Linked DNA regions of Mus musculus: all the other regions are linked to region 2. Evidence: chromatin contacts called from public HiChIP or PLAC-seq and promoter capture Hi-C data. All regions are on one chromosome and are shown on one strand. Each heading gives the region's core, a stretch centred on a gene start, on an enhancer-like site or on the middle of the called end of the contact. The rest is flanking DNA. Distances are from core to core; before and after follow the strand shown.

Region 1 (2,700 bases), core at 128-2,627, 440 kb before region 2:
TGGGATGTTAATTCCGCTTCCCCCTCCAACCCCCCCACACCCCTTGCAAACCGAAATTGTTTGCTGGTAACTGATCAGGTCTCTCCTGCGCCCAGGTTATTTGAAGCAAATACCAAACATCTTAATATGTCTCAGCGAGATGATTTTAAGCTGTCTTTTATGGAAATAAAATGCATTTAGCGTATGAACAACCCAATGAGTGTAGTACATGCTGCTGTACGTTGTGCAGTCCCCTTCATTGGACAACACAAAACCCGTTCTCCCACCTCAGAACAAACCCCTGTCCATAAAGCCGCCATTCCTGTTCCCACAGTAGTCTTCATGTCTCAAAAAGGTTTTTATTTGAAATACGATACCTACGTCTGGCTTTATCGTGTTTTCAAGATCCACCCACATCTTTGCTAATACTTCAAAGTAAGACCAGAGCAAATCCATCCTTGGCAAACCTGGACATCTCTTTGCTGTTGCTAATAGTACAGCTAAATTGCATATTTGAACTGTTTGATTAAATCTGACCAGTGCCTAGGGAGCAACGGCAATCTAATTTAGAACAACTGAATGCATAATTTTAGGGAATATTTTGTAACAAAAGACTGGGTCTTGGCCCATCTCAGACGCCAGTTGTCCAGATCCCTTCCAGACAGGACCTCCCCACCCGAAATCACCAAGCTGATCACATCCTTCCTGTTTTCCACCAAGGACCTTCATGGATCCTGGTGCCATTCTTTGTGAGTCCTTCTTTCTTAGAAAAGTCCTGCTTTAATTTGCCTGAGGCTGAGCATGCTTATACAAAACCAGTAATCCCACCACTTGAGAGGTGGAGACAGGAGGATTGTAAGTAGTCAGTCCTAGTCAATCATTAAAGAGCTAACAAGGAGAGCTGCTGGAGCTAGGTGGTGGAACACTTGTCTAGTACTTGTGAGGCCCTGGGTTAAGTCTCCACGCCCCCCACCCAGGGGCAAAAATCTCAAGTGAACGAACAGCCCACACACTATAGAACAGACAGAAGGATTGATAAATGAGAACAAACTGAGACTATTATCAGGGGGCAGAGTCAGCACCAGACATGAGCACCTGACTTAGGAGTGGAGAAAGGGAACTCTGGGTGCCTAAGGAGTTGTGGTCCTAGGGCGGGGTGGGGGGTGGGGAGGACAGTGGGGAGGGGGCACAAAGAGTGGGTGTCCTACACTGCTGGGTAGGGGTTTGTTTGGCTATTGGTAGCTGGTCTTGATTTGGAACAGAAGCAAAAAGCAGGAAAGCAGGTAAAGTATGGTGGGAGGCCATGTCCACGGAATCTCTACATTCTGTGCAGAGGGCGGGGCAGGAAGTGGAGTGGAGTTGAGTTACTGCTCAGAGACTTGAGGCCAAGTACCCTTGGCTAACCTGTAACCCTCTACTTCAAGGCTGACGTCTGCTTGGAAACTGCAGTTTGGCTGCTCTCGCTGCACAGAGGAGCAAGTGGACCTGAGGCAAGGAGGTAGGGCCACTGGGAACTCAGCAGTTCCAAAAACTACCTTTCTACTCCCAGGAATAACTCAGATTGTTCCTGTCCTGTGGTACCTGGCAGGAAACAGGAGAAAGATAGTCTAGTTTCTGGGTCTACCCAGCGGTTGCAATCATCCCTCTTTCCCCTCAAAACAGAGTGAAAAGTTCATTGTAAAATGGCTTCTTCTGAGACGGTGCACACCCTGGAAAACTCCTGCTTTGTACAATATGAAATAACTTAGAGAAGGGTGTAGCCTGATCTCAATAGCCCTCCGTGCCCAACAGAGCACATCTTCCCATTAAACAGTGCCTTTCTAGGCCCTGACACCACTCTTCCATCTGTCTCCGTGGACCTGATGATTCCCAGGCCCTTATGTAAGTGGCGTTCAACAGTATTTGGCCTTTTGTGACTAGCTGATTTATTTAACACGGTGCGCTCAGGGCTTTCCTGTGCAGTAGTCCTTTATGAACAGTGGTGATCTGTGACCCTTTTATACTGGGCTTCTCATGGGCAATAGCAGAGTGCTCTTGGGCTGTGTGAGGTATATCCTGTCCAACTTGGAAACAGGACCTTGTCAGGACTTAAAGGGAAGGTTGCGGCTTAAAAACAAAAATCGCTTCCTGGTTTCAAACACAAGAAGAACACGGCAAGTTTGAAATTCAAAAGCGTTCAGGTTGTGGCTCAATTGATGACATATGAAGCCTATTTAGCTATATGGAAAGAACACTGGCTGAGTTTGTACAATAGCTGTGGATCTGCTCCTTTGACTGGGACAGTGCTATGTGCCCTTGAGTTCCTGGTGGCAAGGGGCATCTAGGACCTTTGACTTGCTGTGAAGGAAACAAGAGTAGATTCTTTCCACCCTTAGCAATCGGTCCCATTCCTGCGGCTGGTACAGTCAACCACAGGCAGTGACTGGGAAAAGGAGAAGAAGGAGGTCCGTGGTCAGCATGGGGAACTCAGGGTGTCTCCCATTACCAATGAGAAGTACAATTGGTCTTGAATTGGAAAAGTAAATAAAAGCCAGGGGAGCTGAGGACAGAGAACTGGCTCAGCAGCTAGCAGCACTTACTGCTTTTCTAGAGAACCCGGTTTAGTTCCCAGCATCCACATGGTGGCTCACAATCACTTATATATAGCTCTAGTTTCGGGCATGTATGTGGTGCAGGCAAAACAAACACATCTATAAAAATAAAAATAAACAAAAATTTAAA
Region 2 (2,700 bases), core at 158-2,657:
GGAGTGGGGAAAACAGGGAAAGGGGATAACATTTGAAATGTAAATAAAATATCCAATTTTTTTTTTAAAAGGAAATGTCAACAGCAGAGGTGACAAGAATGAACAAGATTCTACCCACACTGGGGGTGGGAAGGATGCTTTCATAAGAGAGAGAACCTAGCTTGCCCCTGGCCCCTCAGGATGCTGAACAGGTAGCACCTGGCAGCAATCTGGTCCCCACATTCAGTAAATCTGCCCATGTCACACAGTTCCCCAGGTACTGTGCAGGCAGCACCCTAACAATGAAGACTCACTGCTCCCAAGGTCACATGTGAATCAGCTCCCATAGTGGAAGAAAACCACCCAAACCTCTTACGGAGGATTCTGTGGATTTTTGGTTTTTGTTTTGCTTGTTTTTGTTTTTTTTTTTACTGTTTCCTGGGATGGGCCTGGCTCTGAGTAGCATCAGGGAACCAAGGGCTGCCTCAGGTAGGGGCTTCTAGCCGCAGCCCTCCTCACCTGCATGCCGTGGTAGCCCTTGCCCGAGTAGGCCATGAGCAGCACAATTTTTCGCTTTGGCAGCTTGCGTGGGGGCTCTTCATCCTCGCCGCCCTTGACCCTCTTTGCAGGATGCTCCGTCTCCTCCCAGACCCAGCCACCTCGGCCCTTCCTGTCCGGTTGGTGTGAGGCCAGCGCTGGTGGCACCTTGTTTCCAGCCATAGGCGGCAGGCTGAGAAAAACAGGCATGAGTGACCAAGGTGGTAAAAGCGGTTTAAAAAAAAAAAAAAAAAAAACAGAACCCTGCTCTGCCTGCCTCAGCGGTCTCTGAAAGACCTTGCCCAAAGACAAACCAACCAGCCTGGTTCATCAATGACAAGAGTGACTGAGGTTGGACAACAGCGGCAACTCGGGCGGAGTTTGAACTGGACACACAGGGAGGCAGTGCTCTGGCGGGGCAGTACAAGGCAGCGATGGAAACAAGACACAGGTAAGCAAGGAGAGGCAGACAGCTCAGGACAGTCTTGGGTTCTCAGTACAGAGGTCTCAGTACAGAGGTCGCGGAAGTCTTTACCCGGGCACGCGCGGGCCTGGGCGCGCCGTCCACCGTCCCCAGTTTCTCAGCAGTGCGGCCCACAGGCGGGGGAAGCCCATGCGCTGCGGGGTGGCGGGCACCGACCCCGGACCTCAGCGATCCCCTCCGAACTCTGCAGCCCCGAAATCCCTGCCCTGTCTTCCAGATGTCTTGGCTCTGACCCTGCGGCGCCCCAGATCCTAGGCTGACCTGTGACCCCCGCAGCCCCTGCCCACCCCCATCCAACACCACCACCCCGTCCTTAGAGATCGCGCAGCCGGCGCGCTCGAGGAGGGAGGAAAGTCCCGCCGGACCCACTCACGGCGCCGCGGAACCCCCGAAGCTGACCACGTGCACGAAGGCGGAAGCGGGCAACGTTGGAAGGCGGCCGAAGGCGGACAAAAGTCTTTCTGGGACGCGCCTAGCGGGGTGGACCCAGTGGGTGGGGCTTCCCACCAGGATCCAAGCCAGTCTAGATGCCGTTTTCCAGAGAGGGGAAAGGCTCTACGTCGGCGTGGCTTGAAAAGTGAAACAACCTCATTAAAATGTGCAGGTTAGGAATGCACCAGGGAGCCACTCAGCAGGTAATAACTGCAGATGCATAGATAGTCCCAGCACCGACTCAGTGCTACTGAGCAGGCCCTTGCCTGGCCCATGGCACCAACCCTGGCATTGGGAGGTCACAGATGCTCTCGCAGTTACACCACTGGCTTTGTGGTGTGTGGACCATCAAGTTTCCCAGCATTTGTTATTTCCAGAAGCTGCTCCAATTTCCGGACGCTGTTGTGTTTAATGACATAAAACCTTCTCATTATGTAGCCCTGACCCGCCTGGAAATCTCTCTCGTATATATCCTCCCAGATGCTGGGATTAAAGGTGTGTACCACCATACACAGCTCCTGTCCTCCAACTTTTGGCAACCCTCCAGCCTCAGCCTCCCAAGAGCTGGGATTACAAATGTGAGTCACCACATCTGACTTCACACGTTACTCTTATTTTTCTAATTTTGCCAAAGAGTGATGCACAAACAACATGAAACCTGGACATGCAGCCATGGGCACCTAAGCCCCAGTTCCTTCTCTGTGACTTCATTCCCCCCATTTTCAGGCTGTCTGATTCACCCTGAGCATTCTCACCTTTGAGAATGTATGTACCTTTGTCACTCTTCCAGAGATGAGGAGTTTTGCCAATCCCTGCTTCCATCCTTGCAGCCGCTCGTCCTTCCTACACCCATCTGGCTGACCCGGGATACTCCCCTGCTCAGACTCTTGGCTTCATTAGGTTTAAAGCCACACACGGAGACTTGGGGAACTGGGCTGGACACTTCTGAGGACCATGACTTGAGGTGACCACAGCTTGAAATGGGATAGGGAGCCTCATGTGTATGCAGGGGGAAAAACATAATCCAAGGGGACTAGGGACCAGTGCAAAGGCCCAGGGGCAGCAGTGTGCCACAGTGTGGCCAACCTAGCTCAGAACCTGCTCCTTCCTATAGGTAGAGTAATAGGGGCCAGCATTGACACTTCTGGAGTCTACAGTTAGGGAAACCACAGGGATGTCTGGTAACAGAAAGTAGTAGAAACAAAACCAGGAATCAGTAGCCTTATGGGTCTTGGCTGTGATCCCTATTCAATTGGGATCCCACTGGG
Region 3 (2,700 bases), core at 34-2,533, 430 kb after region 2:
ATTTCCACCAAAGTGAGAGGTGCTGGGTGCCCCCAGGGGAACCGCATGCACCTCATCTTCCCACTGCCTTACAGGGGCCATGATAGCCACAGTTTACAAACAATGAAAATAAAGTTTGAGATTCAACAGCTTGCCTGGGCTCACACAGCCGAGAAATACTAGAACCAGGAGCCATGAGAGCCCTTCACCCACCGAGTCACTGTGCCTTCCACGCGTCAGAGAACATGCTGGAATGAGAAAGGATTGCAGAGGGGGCCTGGTCATGCTTGGATCACCAGTGCCAGCCCACAGATCCTGTCGTGCTTCTCAGCCCAGCAGATCAGGCTGTCCAGGCACACGGACCTTGCTTTGTAATCTCTTAGCCTCTGTTCCTTCCCCCTCCCCACACTCAGCTCAGCCCTTTTGATCACACAGCTCTTGTACTCCTCCTCGTGACTGAGGACAGGTAACACAAGGCCAGTCCCTTGAGTATGGTTGAGTCTTTCTCCTTAGCCACCTAGCTGGGCAGATTGAGGTTTTCTGAGATCAAGTAGTTTGTTAGAATGGCAGGTCAACCGAAATAATTCCCATCAACCCATTTCTTTGTGAGACTTTTGAGTAGGCAAAGGATCTGGCCCTAGAGAGCCAAACCCTGGGAATTCAGGTTAGTGCTGCAAAGGCTGGCACAGGTTCTGATGTGGGCCAGACTCAGGGCTAGAGGAGGGAAAGGAAGAGGAGGAAGAGGAGGAGGTGGAAGAGGAGGGTGTGGCTCCTTCCTCAGCTCATAGTGCTGAGGGAAACAATGAGCAGCTGAGCCTTGCAAGTCACTTATATCTTTGTTAGTAGCTGAAGTTTTAAAGGTAAAATGGAGTGAAACTGGTGATGTTTTATTAACTACATATATCAAAAGCAGCATCCTAACGTAATCAATATGATGATTAAAGACACTCTACACTCCTAGCCTCCGGCTGAGTCTTTGAAACCCAATGTCTATTTCTACTCTACCCTCAGTGAGCCATCACCCGGGGGTTATGCCAGCCCCTGCAAAGCTACGCTTGTGACTCTGGTCCGTCGGAGTGACAGGCCCTGTGACGGTTGCCTTGAGGAGAAGCTGCTTGCCCCTTGGAGGACACACTAGGTCCCCATGGCTTACTCAGCTCAGACCTGTCCTCAGAGTTGGAGGCTCTTTCTAGGAACTGGGAGACTCTAGCCAATTAGGAGCCACCCACCCGCCCGCCCACCCGGTGCGGTGCGGTGCTGCAGTCAGTCAGCCTGCCTTCCCTGCATCTCCCCTGCACCAGCACAAGCTGCTTAGCATCGTTGTTGTGCCTCGTGGGTGTTGTGTCTTCCTGTAATAGTGCACACAGCCACTTCGCCGCTCTCTAATTTCTGCCTCCCAGATCCTCTCAGGATCGTCATACATGGGGTTTGTGCAGTGCAAAACCCTCAGTGGAGGAGGCTTTCCCCAACTAATTTATGCAAATGCCTTGTAAGAGAAAACTCAGCCTTTGTCTCTTCCCCCAGCCTCTTGTAATGAGCTGTGCAACAATATTTTTTTTTTTGTTTAATGGATGAGGTATCTCTGAATTAGTTACGAACATATTTCTATACTGAATAAATTTTATTAATGATTTTTTTTAAATCACCACTAAGCCAGTTGATGTGTCTTATTAATGACTGGTGATAATCCTCTCTCAAAAGCAGTCCTGTAAAATCGACTGCAGATAAGAGGCCAATCATCAAAGAAATACAGATCTCTTGATGCAAACCTGCTCCGTGGCCATCTGTATGTTTTGTGTTACCAAAGTACAAGGTGAAAGCATTCTCTCTCTCTCTTTTTTTCTTTGATGCAGAAAAACCTTTGGCAGCTTTGGAGTGAGTTCACCCACACAGTGGGGATGGGTGGGTATTCCTACACCTGTCACCCCGGGTTGTCACAGTGACCCTCTACTCGTGGCATGCACTGTGGTAACACAGTGAGTGTTCACATTTAAAGGTTGCTCAGCAGTTTATGTCAGAGCTAACGGAGCCTAATAAATCCAGGTGTTCCTCACTCCAGAGGGCTGGCAGAGCCTGACTCCGGGGAGGTGAGATGGGAAACAGGTCCGGACTAACAGTAACCAGCTGTCGGACTTCAGCTAGGCCACTCCCTTCTTGTGACTTCACTTTCTCCATCTGGAAAATGAATGATTGATGACAGTGCGTCCCTACTAGGGATGACGCAGAGGTAGAGAGGGTGAGGTGGGCTCCGCGGAGGAAAGACCTTTAGGGCAACCACTGAGGTCCCTCCAGGGTGCGCAGGACTTGGGCGGTGGCTGCTTGCCTGCTGACTGAGAGGAGAGTTGCCACTGCTGTGTGTTCTTCTGGAAAGGGTTGGTGGGTGGGGCGAGCCAGCTCACGATTCATTCTTTCTGCATTGGGAACTGCGGGGGCTTTTCCCACCCAAGAATCCCCCGTCTTATTTATTCTTGCCCCCAAGTGCAGACCGACAGCTTGATACCTAAAGCTGGGCTCAGTGGGCGTAAAGGGACCATTGCCCAGTTGTCTGCAAATTGTCTTATCCCGTAAAGGATTCTACATCACTCATAACATCATATGATGATGCAGTAGAAATACGAAACCAGGACTCAGGGCAAATACAAAAAAATACACAGAGGGGCTGACAGCTGGCACTGCAGAACTTCCTGTCTGAGTTGGAGCTCCTGGCAAAGCAGAAGGAGA
Region 4 (2,700 bases), core at 199-2,698, 400 kb after region 2:
GCCTCACATGGCCTCACAAACGCCACCGTTTCAACATTAACTGTTTGAAAGTCTTTGGCTGTGTTATTTTGGTTTGGAGGTAAGGCCTTGTGAACTCAAGCAATCAATTCTCGTGTGCCGGCCACCCGAGGGCTGGAACCACGGGGCTGTGATTTGGGAGGCTGTAAAGCCTGAGGAAATGGAGCCTGACTGGAGGAAGCGGGTCACTGGGGCGGGCCTCACTCCACTTCCTGCTCGCTCTCTGCTTCTTGACTCCAGATGCACTGTGCCCTCACCGTGGTGTTCTCCTCAAACCCACATCGCCTCAAACCTTAAGGCAAAACTAATCCTCCCTTCAGCTCCGCGTGTCAGGTGTTCTTTAGTCACAGCCACAGGACAAGTGACGTAGCCATCCCTAAAACAAGGGCAGCTGTTCAGGCAGACATTTGCAGAGTGGTAATCTGGGTACGGTGCTGCCTGCTGTTTGTGAGGGAAAAGGTGCTGCCTGTCAGGATTTAGCTGCTTCTGCTGTCTTGGTAGCTGTGGTGGCAGGGTTTTGTGATATGTCACCTGGCCCTCTTAGCACATCTCTGAAATTATGTGCTAAGTATGTTGGAGATAAAAAGAAACTAAAACCTACAAGTTTAAGCACCAGCCAAACCCTGACCTGGGCTTTCCAAGCCTTACAAAGTATTAATATACATGTCTCACAAGGGGAGGGGGTACCTGGAGTTCTGTGTACTGTGATTGCATGCATTGTAGCCTCACAGTCTGCCCTATGTCCTATCCCAGAGCCTGTCCATGTGTCTGTGTTCCTTCCCTGGGCTTTGGTACCTAACTGAGGCCCCAGGTTTATGAGCACTGAACCGCAGGGAATACCTCACCCACGTGGGCTTAGGTAGTAAAAGGGAGAATCAATATTTCTGCGACTAACTGCAAATACAATCCCCATCTCCCCAAGTACATGCAATTAATCAATTGGTAAGCACACCAAATATTCCTTAGGTAACCGTGCAAACTATAACCACTATGAAAAATGCACACTGTAAGGACAGGAGGAAATGTGTGCATTGTCAGGACAGTGTTTAGTGTTCATGTCACCAGTGTGGTTCTAATTTGGATAGCTTAAACCTTATTTTAGTTCTCAAACTCAAAACCCTTGAAAATGGGTTGATGTGTGAATAAATTTCTAGCTCTAGCTTGAGCCTCATGAAGCTTGTCAGGGTGACGGGGTGGCTGGCCCCAGTGCCAGAGCCTGTAGCTCGGAGCGGTGCTTTGGCAAAAACACAACTCATTTATATCACATCGAAAGAGAAAGCCATTGTCTTCCTCTGCCAGATAGTTTGCTAGTGATGCTTTCTGGCTGCATTTTAGTATTCAAATACAGATGTTCCCAGATGTGCCCTCTGTGGGAAGCAGCTGCTGCTTTTCTGGCACAGAAACTGCAGAGAGGTCAATATACAAAGGCAGCACAAACCTCAGTACAGACACAGTGCCTGTGTGCAGTGGGCCTGGCGTTCCCAGGCGGCAGGGGGCCCTCGTACCCCCCTTAATAACCTGAAACTGTCTCAGATTTACCCTTATTCTTCAGGAGTAGAAACAAAGACAAGTGATTAATTTCAAACACACTTGGCTGATAAATACCATCACATGTTATTTGCCCGGGGACTGTAAAACACTAGATTTTATTTCCTGCGAAACTGATAGGAATATAGATGTTCGGCTGCGATTACTGACGTTCACGGCGGCTGCTCCTAGTGGCTGCCTGGTAACAGCCCGGCCCCAAGTGGCTTGGGGTCATCAGTGCCCACACACCTTGGCTGTGAGTTCACAGAGCACTGCATTATTTACTCTGGCACGATCGGGCATGAGCCTGTTGGATCCCAGCCCAGCCCTTCCAAGTGTGTACAGTGTTGTTATTAGCACCATTTTATAAATCCAGAAGACGAGATGAAGTTAAATGACTCTGGTGCTTAGCCTTGTTCGATTTTTTGTTTGTTTGTCTGTGTTTTGTTTTGCCCAGTGCTGAGCCATGAAGCATGCGCTGAACATCACATAGTGCTACCTAGATGTGCGCTGGTAGGACATCACCACGAGCAGTACTGCCTGGCAGCTCTGCACACTAAGGGGAGACCGGCAGGGAAGGGCTGATATTCCATTCTCCTTCCCCACAGCCTGGAGGGAGCGCCTGGCTGTCCCTCTCCTCGTGCCCAGAGAGCTGCAGTGAAGCAGCTCCTGCGTCTTCCTAGCATTTACAGAAACGAAGAAGCAGAAGCGCACATCTCTGGGCCCTCATTTGGAGTTGCCATAAACCAGAAGTTTCCAAGCACAGTGGCACCTGGGGTGCTGTGCCTGCCTGAGCCTTATAAATCTGTCTGTGCAGTGTTCAAGGGCTCATTGCCTCCAACCAGATCTATTCTTCGAAGCTAGCTAGTGAATTATTTATGGATTACACATTTGACAGGGGCTTGGGGCTACATTTGAAAACACTCAGCTCCCGGCTTGTCGCTGTGGAAGGTAGAAATGTCTGTCTGGAAACCAAGGCTCAGAGATATTCAGTGGCTACGAGTCCCAGAGGTAGAGTACTAGAATAGCTGAGCTCAGTGTGTCTGGTCCTGTGCTGCCTGGCTTCCCAGGGAGGGGCCTGTGCATCCTACCACAAGGACAGCAGGCCATAGCAGGTGAGGGTCTAAGCAGTGGCCTCGAGCGTGGGGTTCAGAT
Region 5 (2,700 bases), core at 43-2,542, 450 kb after region 2:
TGAGCCATGAGCTCAGAAGTGTTAAAGATTGGGGCTGAATGTGGCTCAGCAGGGAAAACCAGAGGATTTGAGTTCAGTTCCCAGCATCCACACTGGGCAGCTTACCTCTAACTTCCCCCATAGGGTACCCAGCAGCCTCTTCTGGCCTCCACAATCCCCTGCAGACATGTGAGCAAGTGCACACCCAGCCCACACACACCAATAAAAATTTAAAATCCTCTTCTAAAAAGTATTAAAGGCAATGAAAAGGATTAATGCTGTCATTTCCTGTGTATAAGACTCGAAGTTTATATCAGTGCAGCAACTTAGTTTTCAAAGTACTGCTGCTCCCTGAGCTATTCCTCAAACTCCTCGGGAAGACAGAGAGAGGACAGCTTTCAGAGGAAACTGAGGCTTAGTGTCCTGGCCAGAGTCTGACAGCGCTGAGTGGCAGAGTCTGGAGCATCTTGTGTGCTCTTCTGCTCCAGGGTTCTGGCTCCATGCTTCCAGCCTGTATAAATGTGGAGCTTCAGGGACAGGGTCTCCCAGGGAAATGTCAGCTGTCTGGGCCTCAAGGTGTCCGTGCAACAGAAACCAGCCCCATGGAGCTAAGCAAAGCCTGGTCTTGAGGGCTATGATTGGCTCTGTGACACTGGGTCACTTACAATCTCACTGCCCAGCCTGGTCCATCTCCAGTGTGCCCAAGGCCCGGGGTGGGGCATGGGGAGGGGCAGTTACTCTTGTCTGGTAACAGAAGTAGAGGATTTTCATTGCTTTAATCAAACCAGCTCCTGTTTGTGTTGATAATTGGTTTTAACGTGTCCTTCAGCCCACAAGTCCTAATCGTCCATATTCCCTCATCTGTCAAAGATTGGTCACGTAAACTCTAGTTAACTGGGGCTGAGTTAACTGATTTCTTCAGATCCACAAGGACCTGCCTGGCAGTCTTCCTTTTAACCCCTTTAAAAGGTGCTTTCAGGTTGTGTGCCCGGGTATAAGCAAGAGCTGTCTTGCATCTCCGAACTGCTGGGTGTTGGTTGTGGACGTGAGTGACAGTCTCTGTTCTGTCCCTTGCAGCTTTACAGGGCATCGGCCTTGTTTGAAACGATTCGGCACGAGGCACAGCTGAGCACAGACTACAAGCTCTCTCTCTTCGACCTGCAGACATCATCCTACCAGGCCTTGCAGCGGGTGCTCGTCAGCCTAGGTGAGAGCAGCTGGCGTCCGTGTGTGTGCCTGTACACACAAAGCCCGTGGTTCGGTAATCAGTGCAGACCATAAGGCCACAGCCTGCTATTAAATGGTCACTTGTTCATTCAGCAAAGATCGGCAGAGCAGTGAGGGCAAGTGCCAGTCCCCATGAGCTCAGTGAGCACGCTCTCAGCTGATCTCCACCAGATGTCATGCACATAGGTTGATGAATCCAGAGTGACTTGATTGGCTTAACCACAGCAGAGCAATTCCAATTCTGAGAGAGCAGAGCAGGTGTCACTCCCCCACAGACCCCTGCTCCAGGTGTCCCTCCCCCATAGACCCCCTGCTTCAGGTGTCCCTCCCCCACAGACCCCTGTTCCAGGTGTCCCTCCCCCACAGACCCCTGTTCCAGGTGTCCCTCCCCCATAGACCCCCTGCTTCAGGTGTCCCTCCCCCATAGACCCCCTGCTTCAGGTGTCCCTCCCCCACAAACCCCTGCACCATGTGTCCCTCTGCCACAGACTCCTGTACCAGGTGTCCCTCCCCCACAGATCCCTGCACCATGTGTCCCTCTGCCACAGACTCCTGTACCAGGTGTCCCTCCACCACAGACCCCTGCACCATGTGTCCCTCTGCCACAGACTCCTGTACCAGGTGTCCCTCCCCCACAGATCCCTGCACCAGATGTCCCTCTACCAACACTTCAAGCCTCACTCAGGCCATGTGCTGAGATGACACTGGCCACTTCTGTTTCCTGAGCCATGTGTTCTTGCTGCTGATTGATTGTACTCTCTGGGCCTATGTCCCAGGCTGTGCCACACACAGTCAGGGCTCTTCCCAACTGCACCCCCAGCCTGTGTATTGAAAGGCAGCAGGGCAATCAATCCACAGCCACCCTGCCCTGGGCTTTTGTGTTCACAGTGGCCCTTTCTTGGAAAAGCACCGGAGAAAAGAAAATCACAGAGGGGGTATTGGAGTTTTTCATTTTTAGGGATGCAGTTCACATTTAGGGGGCATAACAATGAGAGCTGGTGGCCCCTGGTCACCTCACACCATAGTCCTAAAGCAGAGAGACATGAATGCTGGCCCTCAGCTGGCTTTCTCTTGTCTGTTAAAAGACCCTTCTAGACACACCCAGAGCTGGCTCCTAGGCAATCCCCAAACCAGCCAGGGTGGCAGTGAAGACAGACAGATAGACATCACAGTGTTCGTGCTTTGAGTTGGGTGTTTGAAGCCTTTCTCCCCACCTTTGCTTCCCATGCATCAATGCTCAGGTTTCCTGTTATGCATGGGCTGGGATCATGCCTGGGATGTCATTTATTGCCATTATGATCACACTGTTAAGTCTGCCCAGCACTTTGGGGATAATTCTCCAGTGTGTGCAGAAATCATCCCTGCTGTTCCAGTTAATAAGTTAATAGCGTAAGGGAGGGTGTTTGCACGCACTCACATAAACCCCTTCTTTGTAAGGCTGCCTGAACAACAGGGGGTGAAGCCTCTGGAGTCACCAGAGTTGTGGCCTGGGCT
Region 6 (2,700 bases), core at 166-2,665, 370 kb after region 2:
CCTCTTCTGGTGTGTCTAAAGGCAGCTACAGTGTACTTATGTATAATTATAAATACATCTTTAAAAAACAAAAAGCCTGGCTGTGCTGGCATACCCCTCCCCCCAGCCCTCCCCCAGCCCCAGTGCTTGGGGGCAAAGGTAGGCAAATCCTGGGGGTTTGGTGGCCAGTCTCTACTCCAAATGATAAACTCCCTGGGAGACCCTGCCTCAAAAAATAAGCTTGACCATGGTTAAAGATACACAAGGTCTCTCTCCAGCTTCCTTATGCTCACACAGTGCACACGCTGAGAACATTATCGATGAAATTAAATGTGGCATTAATAATTACAAGTAAAATTAGCAATGTAATTCAAAATTAAAATTTAAAAACAAAAGGCATAACCCACCTAACCCGATTGAGACGCTCTAGCTAGCAATGCTGTGCTGTTGGGTTTGTCCAGCCTGCTGTCTGGTGTTGATCCCTGATTCCCCCACCCCCAGCCTCTCACTGATCACTCAGGCCCATGGGGTCCTGGTTGTGCTCAAGTAAGCTTGATTTGAAGAGACAGAAATGTCTGAGGTGCCTGTCAAGAGCAAAGGGTTTTATTCAGAAGGTTCAAGCACCCTGGATGGCTGTTCCAGTATGACCCAGCATGACCAGTGGCCTCTCCTGTCCAGCACCCCAGGCTGCTGCTGCTGCCGAGGGCTGTAGGCTCTGTTAGCCAACCCCATGCCCAGTGGCCACCCCTCCCACCTCTGAATATGTTCTCTCAGCTTTAGCTCTGCTTCAATCTGTCCCTTCCTTTTTAATTTTTTTTCCTGTTCATCAGTTTAAATTTCTGAAAACAGATTAATCTTCCTGTTTGAAATCTTGTTTTGCCTTCTAAAAGTAGGAAATGGTTTATTGAGTTAATGTGCTGCTCCTGCAGGCAAGTGTCCAGCCTGGGTCCCACAGCTGTGATATCGGGGGACCCCCGTGGCACTCACAGAGCTAGCTGTGGCTCTCAGCAAGGGTGACAGGGAGAAGCAGCCTTCTGAGAAGGAGCCGTGGGCAGGCATGCTCCACCACAGCTCTGTCTGATACAAGACCATCGCCTGCGTGGCCCAGGTCAGGGTTTGGAGAGAATGACTCTTGTCCTCAGTTCTGCCATAGATCCATCTTCAGAGATGCTCACCCACTGAAGCCTGATGTCTGGTCAGCAGCAAATATTAAATCACCCATAGGTTGCTCTTTGTCTCCTACAAATCCACATTCCCCACTCATTTCCCCCCCTTATCCAAGCCTCAGTAATTGCGTGGTTAGATGTATAAACGATCCGATGCTTAACTTTGATTCTTTACAACAAATAAATACCTTCCTCCTAGACACTGGTTTCCATGGATTTTCCTAATGACTGTGCTTGGCCTATTAGGACTGAGCTCTTGACGGCTCCCCCATCAGCCATGTGTACGCTGCTCACATTCCACAGTGTCCCTTGGGACTTGTAAAGGGAACAGAGCAGAGCTGTTCCCAGCTGTGATCCTCAGCCATCAGCCCTTCCCGCCGAGGGTTGTCTTGTGACTCCACAAGGACTCACAGATGCAAGCTGCACATCTGACTTGTGCAGACATCCAGGCTTAACATCTCAACCTCTGGATGCATAACTCCCCCCTAACACCCGCCTTCATTTCAAAACTAGCAGCAACAAAACCACAGGCCAGAAGGTTCCGATCTCCCGAGTTTCCTTGTCCCGGTATTAAAGCATTTGTCATACTACACTGACATTGACTTGGGTGTCTCTCTCTGCCAGTCAGTCCTTGTGGCATGAGAGGCACGTTGAGAGGAAACCTAGACATGTTAGTGTATCTACCTGTGTGTAGACAGATGCTCACACAGTATGCTGATCATCCATAAAGTGCTTACATTTTTTACCGGACAAGTGTCTTACGTAGGCATACATGTCTCTCTTCCTTTGATTTTTTTTTTAATTGTCAAAAATTCACGTACTTAGTTGAACAATGAGTCTGGACTTTCTATTAGGTCATCTCTCTTAGCTGAGGAAGATTAAAATCCAGGGGCTGGAATCATCAGAGTGTAATAGTTTATAGTCTGGGAAGCTCTCCCCTGCCTTGGAGACAACTCACACTTGACTTATGCTCAGGCCCCTCCCATCTGGCAGTCCAGGGGATACTTCCAAGGCAAAATATCTCATTTCTGCTAACCCCCACCCAGGCCTTCTCTGGGCCCCCAAACATTGGTGTTGTGTGGGAATAGCCCCTGGGCAGGTCTGTCTTGGCACGTCCTGTGCCACGCAGGCATCTGACTGGCTCAGGGGTTTCTGGGGTCCCCTGAGGGTATGGAGCCATGACTGGAAGGATGGAGTCATGTGACCCACGCTCTTCAGGTTAGAGAACAAATTCCTGGGCAGGGATTGCAAACTCAGGCTCATAGAACCCTGGATGTGTGAGGGAACTTGGGTACTCCAAGGATCAGTGGAGCTGGAAGAAAAGTGGAATTGCAGGCCTCGTGGATGTGCATATACACCACATGGCTGTGACCGCCCACTCTGCTGGCAGGTGGCTTTGGGCTGTGGCCTGAGGTGTGGCTGTGTATGGAGAGGCATCACTCCAGTCTAAAGGAAATAATGATGGAATGTTGTGTGTACCATTCGTGAGGTGGCAGTCAGTCTGACGGGAGCGACCCATGTGTGCTTTACCATCAGGCTCCATTTCTTCCTCACA
Region 7 (2,700 bases), core at 85-2,584, 350 kb after region 2:
AGCGTTTGTGTCAGGTACAAATGGATGTAGCTGTTGAAGCCGCAGGGCTTCTCTGTGGACTGATGACCCTGGTCTCCACCCTGCCTGGAAGCACAGCGGTTGGCTGGACATTAGCCCAGACCTTGTTTCCAAGTCTTCCTGGTCTCCTCGTCCTTGTTATCGAGTTGCAGAGACAGTGGGGTGAGGGTGGTGGTGGGGACCGCATGTCTAAAGTGCCAAGCTCTTCCGTCTGCTCTTCACAACATCTGTGTTGATCCTGTATCATGTCAGTTCAGACGGGAGTCTCCTGTCAAATGTTTCTTTTGAAAACTTTTATTATTTTTTTTTGTGTGTATTTATGTGGTTAGTGAATATGTGTGTATATGTGCATGTGTATATGTGTATGCATATATATGCATATGTGTGTGTCTTTCTGTCTGTATGTGTGTCTGTGTATGTGAGTGTCTATGTGTATGTATTTCTGTGTGTTTATCTCTGTGTGTATAATATATACATGTATATATACACATGTATGTATGTTTATGTGTCTGTATATGTATGTGTGTCTGTGTGCATATGTGTCTCTCTGTATTTGTGTCTGTGTGTATGTATGGGTGTATATCTGTGTGTATATGTCTGTATCTGTATGTGTATAATGTGTGTGTATGCATGCGTGTGTATATGTGTATGCATGTGTATGTGTGTAAATGTGTGTGTCTTTCTGTCTGTGTGTGTGTCTGTGTATATGTGCGTGTATGTCTATGTGTGTATATATGTGTGTGCATGTATATCTCTGTGTGTATGCTTGTGTATATGTGTGTATGTGTGTGTATATGTGTTTATATGTGTATGTGTGTGTATATATGTATGTGTATGTATATCTCTGTGCGTATGCCTGTGTATATCTGTGTATACATGTGTGTGCATATGTGTTTATATGCGTGTGTGTGTGTACCTGTGGAGGCCAGAAGAGCCTTTGGATCACCTGGAGCTGCAGGCTGCTGTGAGCTGGGTGCTGGGTGCTGGGTGCTAGGAATCCAGTCAAGGCCCTCTGCCAGAGCATCAAGAGCCTTTGCCCACCGTTACATTGTTCCAGCTCCCTGTCAAATGTCTCTGAAACAGACTCTTAAAGCATTAAATCACAAAAGCCCTTAAGGATCAACTGACCCAGGGTCTCGTGGCCTGGGCTCAGAGAGCAGGGATAAAGAGTTCTTGATTAATCCCTCTCTCCTCCCCTTTCCTCCCCTTCTTCTGTGTGGCATGCTTTTAGGGATGGGACCCAGGACTGTGCAGGGCTGGGCAGTGCTCTACCGTACCTAGCCCTTAATGGTAAAGGGCTTCTGTGGGCCTAGTGGGCGTGTGATAGCTGAGGTTAAGCACTGAGCTTAGTAGGCTCCTCTCTGTAGGCATTCATGGAGCTCCAGGTCAGAAGGGAGAGATGAGCCAAGGGCTGCTCAGATATCTGAATTATCTTTATGTGGACTGCATATTAACATCAGTTAGAAAAGTCTACTTGCAATAGCATGTCGGCGGAAAGAGTACGTTGTTCAAGAATGAAAGACCCACAACGTGAGGACTCCCCCACGTTCTGACTCAGGAGAGGCGACACCCCAAAATCACCAACGAGAAAACGGTCTTGTTGCAAATTGCAAGAGGATTTTTATTCAAGAGCGCTCTCGGGCCCACGGTCATACACCACACAGGGGTAGAGGACTGTGGCGCGCCGAGTAGCTGGATAAGGGGGTATTTAAAGGAAGAAACCACAACTCAAGGAAGTGGGGAGGGCTTTGTTGGAAGATACCAAAGATACCAGTTAAGAGTCACAAGGAAGTGTAAAGTTACAAGAGTCACAAGGAATACCTGGTAATTGTTAACTTTCAAGACAGCTTCTAAGAGCCCCTAACAATAGCACATTTGCATTGCAGGTTCTGGTAATGGCCAGGGTGACTTTCTTTGAATGAGCACTCTTTGAACCCAGGAAGCGGGTGGGGAGAGGAATGTCGCTATCTCTTTTATGATTAGCATACCTTTACAAAGGCCACATTCCCAAGCCTGGGCCTAAAGGCCTAGAATTCTGTTTTTACGTTGTTATACTTTCAAGACCACTGAAATAGTTGGGCATGATGGCCACGCCTATAATGTTAGTACTCTGGAGGCTGAGGCAAGGGAATTTGACAGTAGCCTGGGCTACATAGAAAATTCCAGGCTAGCCTGAGCTGCATAGCAAGACCTGTTACAAAGAGAAAAACAATCTTATGAAAATACCTTTCTACTACCTGAAGAATAACAACCATACCGTGGGATGTGGCTTGTGAGACTGTAGGAGCTGAGCTTGTCAGTGAGCCAGGGCAGATGACTGCCAGGCACCGTCCTCACTGCAACTCCTCACAGCACTGGGCCCCTCCGTTGATCGAGCTAGTGGTCTGCATCCTACTAGAATGCCATCCTGTCATGACAGCTTTTGTGTCCTTAGGCCTATACTGTGTCCCTCGCAATTACTACATAGCTTTGCACACAGTAGGGGCTCAAGAACTATGACTTGACAGAGGTGATTGTCACTGGGAAAAATGAACAGTCTGAATAAGCCTAGGCCGGTAAGGCAGGTGCAGTCACCCCCTCTCCTCCGTGGCCATGAGGGGCTCAGAGGATCCAGCAGGATGGGAGGCCCCTGCAAAGTCCTCTGTGAGAAAGCAGAGAAGAGTCATCGTGATCGTGCACAGT

What was found. Promoter capture Hi-C pulls out the DNA fragments that hold promoters and counts their contacts. HiChIP or PLAC-seq counts read pairs in DNA pulled down with a chosen protein or histone mark.
Region 1: an H3K27ac HiChIP or PLAC-seq map of embryonic stem cells shows a contact between it and region 2, with 6 times the contacts expected there. The contact joins the promoter of Lrcol1 here to the promoter of Pus1 in region 2. A contact is called at or near these places in 8 of 39 promoter capture datasets (the 3T3-L1 cell line, cranial neural crest, embryonic stem cells and 2 more), 3 of 484 Hi-C or Micro-C datasets (the Ba/F3 cell line and embryonic stem cells), 6 of 115 datasets of contacts at active chromatin or transcription factors (bone marrow-derived macrophages, embryonic stem cells and large pre-B cells) and 1 of 9 other capture datasets (adipose tissue).
Region 3: a contact with region 2 is called in an H3K4me3 HiChIP or PLAC-seq map of embryonic limb bud, with 2.9 times the contacts expected there. The contact joins the enhancer-like site here to the promoter of Pus1 in region 2. A contact is called at or near these places in 16 of 39 promoter capture datasets (the 3T3-L1 cell line, 3T3-L1-derived adipocytes, the C10 cell line and 10 more), 1 of 484 Hi-C or Micro-C datasets (muscle stem cells), 14 of 115 datasets of contacts at active chromatin or transcription factors (the NIH/3T3 cell line, embryonic basal ganglia, embryonic forebrain and 11 more) and 4 of 9 other capture datasets (adipose tissue, embryonic stem cells, liver and 1 more).
Region 4: a contact with region 2 is called in a promoter capture Hi-C map of the C10 cell line, with 4 times the contacts expected there. The contact joins the enhancer-like site here to the promoter of Pus1 in region 2. A contact is called at or near these places in 4 of 39 promoter capture datasets (the C10 cell line, cranial neural crest and hippocampal neurons), 6 of 115 datasets of contacts at active chromatin or transcription factors (bone marrow-derived macrophages, embryonic stem cells, memory CD8 T cells and 2 more) and 2 of 9 other capture datasets (adipose tissue and liver).
Region 5: an H3K4me3 HiChIP or PLAC-seq map of the SCID.adh cell line shows a contact between it and region 2, with 5 times the contacts expected there. The contact joins the enhancer-like site here to the promoter of Pus1 in region 2. A contact is called at or near these places in 10 of 39 promoter capture datasets (the 3T3-L1 cell line, the C10 cell line, cranial neural crest and 6 more), 12 of 115 datasets of contacts at active chromatin or transcription factors (the SCID.adh cell line, craniofacial prominence, embryonic basal ganglia and 9 more) and 4 of 9 other capture datasets (adipose tissue, embryonic stem cells, liver and 1 more).
Region 6: a contact with region 2 is called in a promoter capture Hi-C map of cranial neural crest. The contact joins the enhancer-like site here to the promoter of Pus1 in region 2. A contact is called at or near these places in 3 of 39 promoter capture datasets (the C10 cell line, cranial neural crest and pre-B cells), 3 of 115 datasets of contacts at active chromatin or transcription factors (bone marrow-derived macrophages, embryonic stem cells and memory CD8 T cells) and 2 of 9 other capture datasets (adipose tissue and liver).
Region 7: an H3K27ac HiChIP or PLAC-seq map of embryonic stem cells shows a contact between it and region 2, with 5 read pairs. The contact joins the enhancer-like site here to the promoter of Pus1 in region 2. A contact is called at or near these places in 4 of 39 promoter capture datasets (the 3T3-L1 cell line, frontonasal cranial neural crest, maxillary cranial neural crest and 1 more), 2 of 115 datasets of contacts at active chromatin or transcription factors (bone marrow-derived macrophages and embryonic stem cells) and 1 of 9 other capture datasets (liver).

What each region holds. Positions count from the first base shown.
Region 1 is chr5:110,343,353-110,346,052 of GRCm38.p6, forward strand. It overlaps Lrcol1 (leucine rich colipase-like 1), which reads left to right and starts at 1,378. Exons shown (of 6, transcript NM_001310709.1): 1 at 1,378-1,477.
Region 2 is chr5:110,779,189-110,781,888 of GRCm38.p6, forward strand. It overlaps Pus1 (pseudouridine synthase 1), which reads right to left and starts at 1,408. Exons shown (of 6, transcript NM_019700.4): 1 at 1,052-1,408; 2 at 499-709. The coding sequence starts at 1,131. It overlaps Gm26515 (a long non-coding RNA gene), which reads left to right and starts at 705. Exons shown (of 2, transcript XR_389515.4): 1 at 705-967; 2 at 1,318-1,876. Gm15559 (predicted gene 15559) reads left to right here. Exons shown (of 2, transcript NR_152254.1): 2 at 1-72.
Region 3 is chr5:111,213,843-111,216,542 of GRCm38.p6, forward strand. The region is part of intron 6 of Ttc28 (tetratricopeptide repeat domain 28); the gene reads left to right. Among named protein-coding and RNA genes, the nearest start is that of Gm35628, 20 kb to the right of the region's middle. Within about 2 kb of position 1,284, at least 32 of the 459 cell types and tissues checked have an H3K27ac peak or open chromatin away from gene starts, as enhancers often do. A contact at or near this core is called in embryonic limb bud, forebrain, muscle stem cells and 1 more, where this site is marked.
Region 4 is chr5:111,178,498-111,181,197 of GRCm38.p6, forward strand. All of the region lies in intron 5 of Ttc28 (tetratricopeptide repeat domain 28), which reads left to right. Among named protein-coding and RNA genes, the nearest start is that of Gm35628, 55 kb to the right of the region's middle. Within about 2 kb of position 1,449, at least 169 of the 459 cell types and tissues checked have an H3K27ac peak or open chromatin away from gene starts, as enhancers often do. A contact at or near this core is called in adipose tissue, bone marrow-derived macrophages, liver and 1 more, where this site is marked.
Region 5 is chr5:111,229,994-111,232,693 of GRCm38.p6, forward strand. Ttc28 (tetratricopeptide repeat domain 28) reads left to right here. Exons shown (of 23, transcript NM_001267622.1): 10 at 1,057-1,186. Gm35628 (a long non-coding RNA gene) reads right to left here. Exons shown (of 3, transcript XR_389516.2): 3 at 2,473-2,700. Among named protein-coding and RNA genes, the nearest start is that of Gm35628, 3.5 kb to the right of the region's middle. Within about 2 kb of position 1,293, at least 14 of the 459 cell types and tissues checked have an H3K27ac peak or open chromatin away from gene starts, as enhancers often do. A contact at or near this core is called in the SCID.adh cell line and pancreatic islet, where this site is marked.
Region 6 is chr5:111,153,311-111,156,010 of GRCm38.p6, forward strand. All of the region lies in intron 5 of Ttc28 (tetratricopeptide repeat domain 28), which reads left to right. Among named protein-coding and RNA genes, the nearest start is that of Gm35628, 80 kb to the right of the region's middle. Within about 2 kb of position 1,416, at least 65 of the 459 cell types and tissues checked have an H3K27ac peak or open chromatin away from gene starts, as enhancers often do. A contact at or near this core is called in adipose tissue, where this site is marked.
Region 7 is chr5:111,125,852-111,128,551 of GRCm38.p6, forward strand. All of the region lies in intron 5 of Ttc28 (tetratricopeptide repeat domain 28), which reads left to right. Among named protein-coding and RNA genes, the nearest start is that of Gm35628, 110 kb to the right of the region's middle. Within about 2 kb of position 1,335, at least 20 of the 459 cell types and tissues checked have an H3K27ac peak or open chromatin away from gene starts, as enhancers often do. A contact at or near this core is called in bone marrow-derived macrophages and embryonic stem cells, where this site is marked.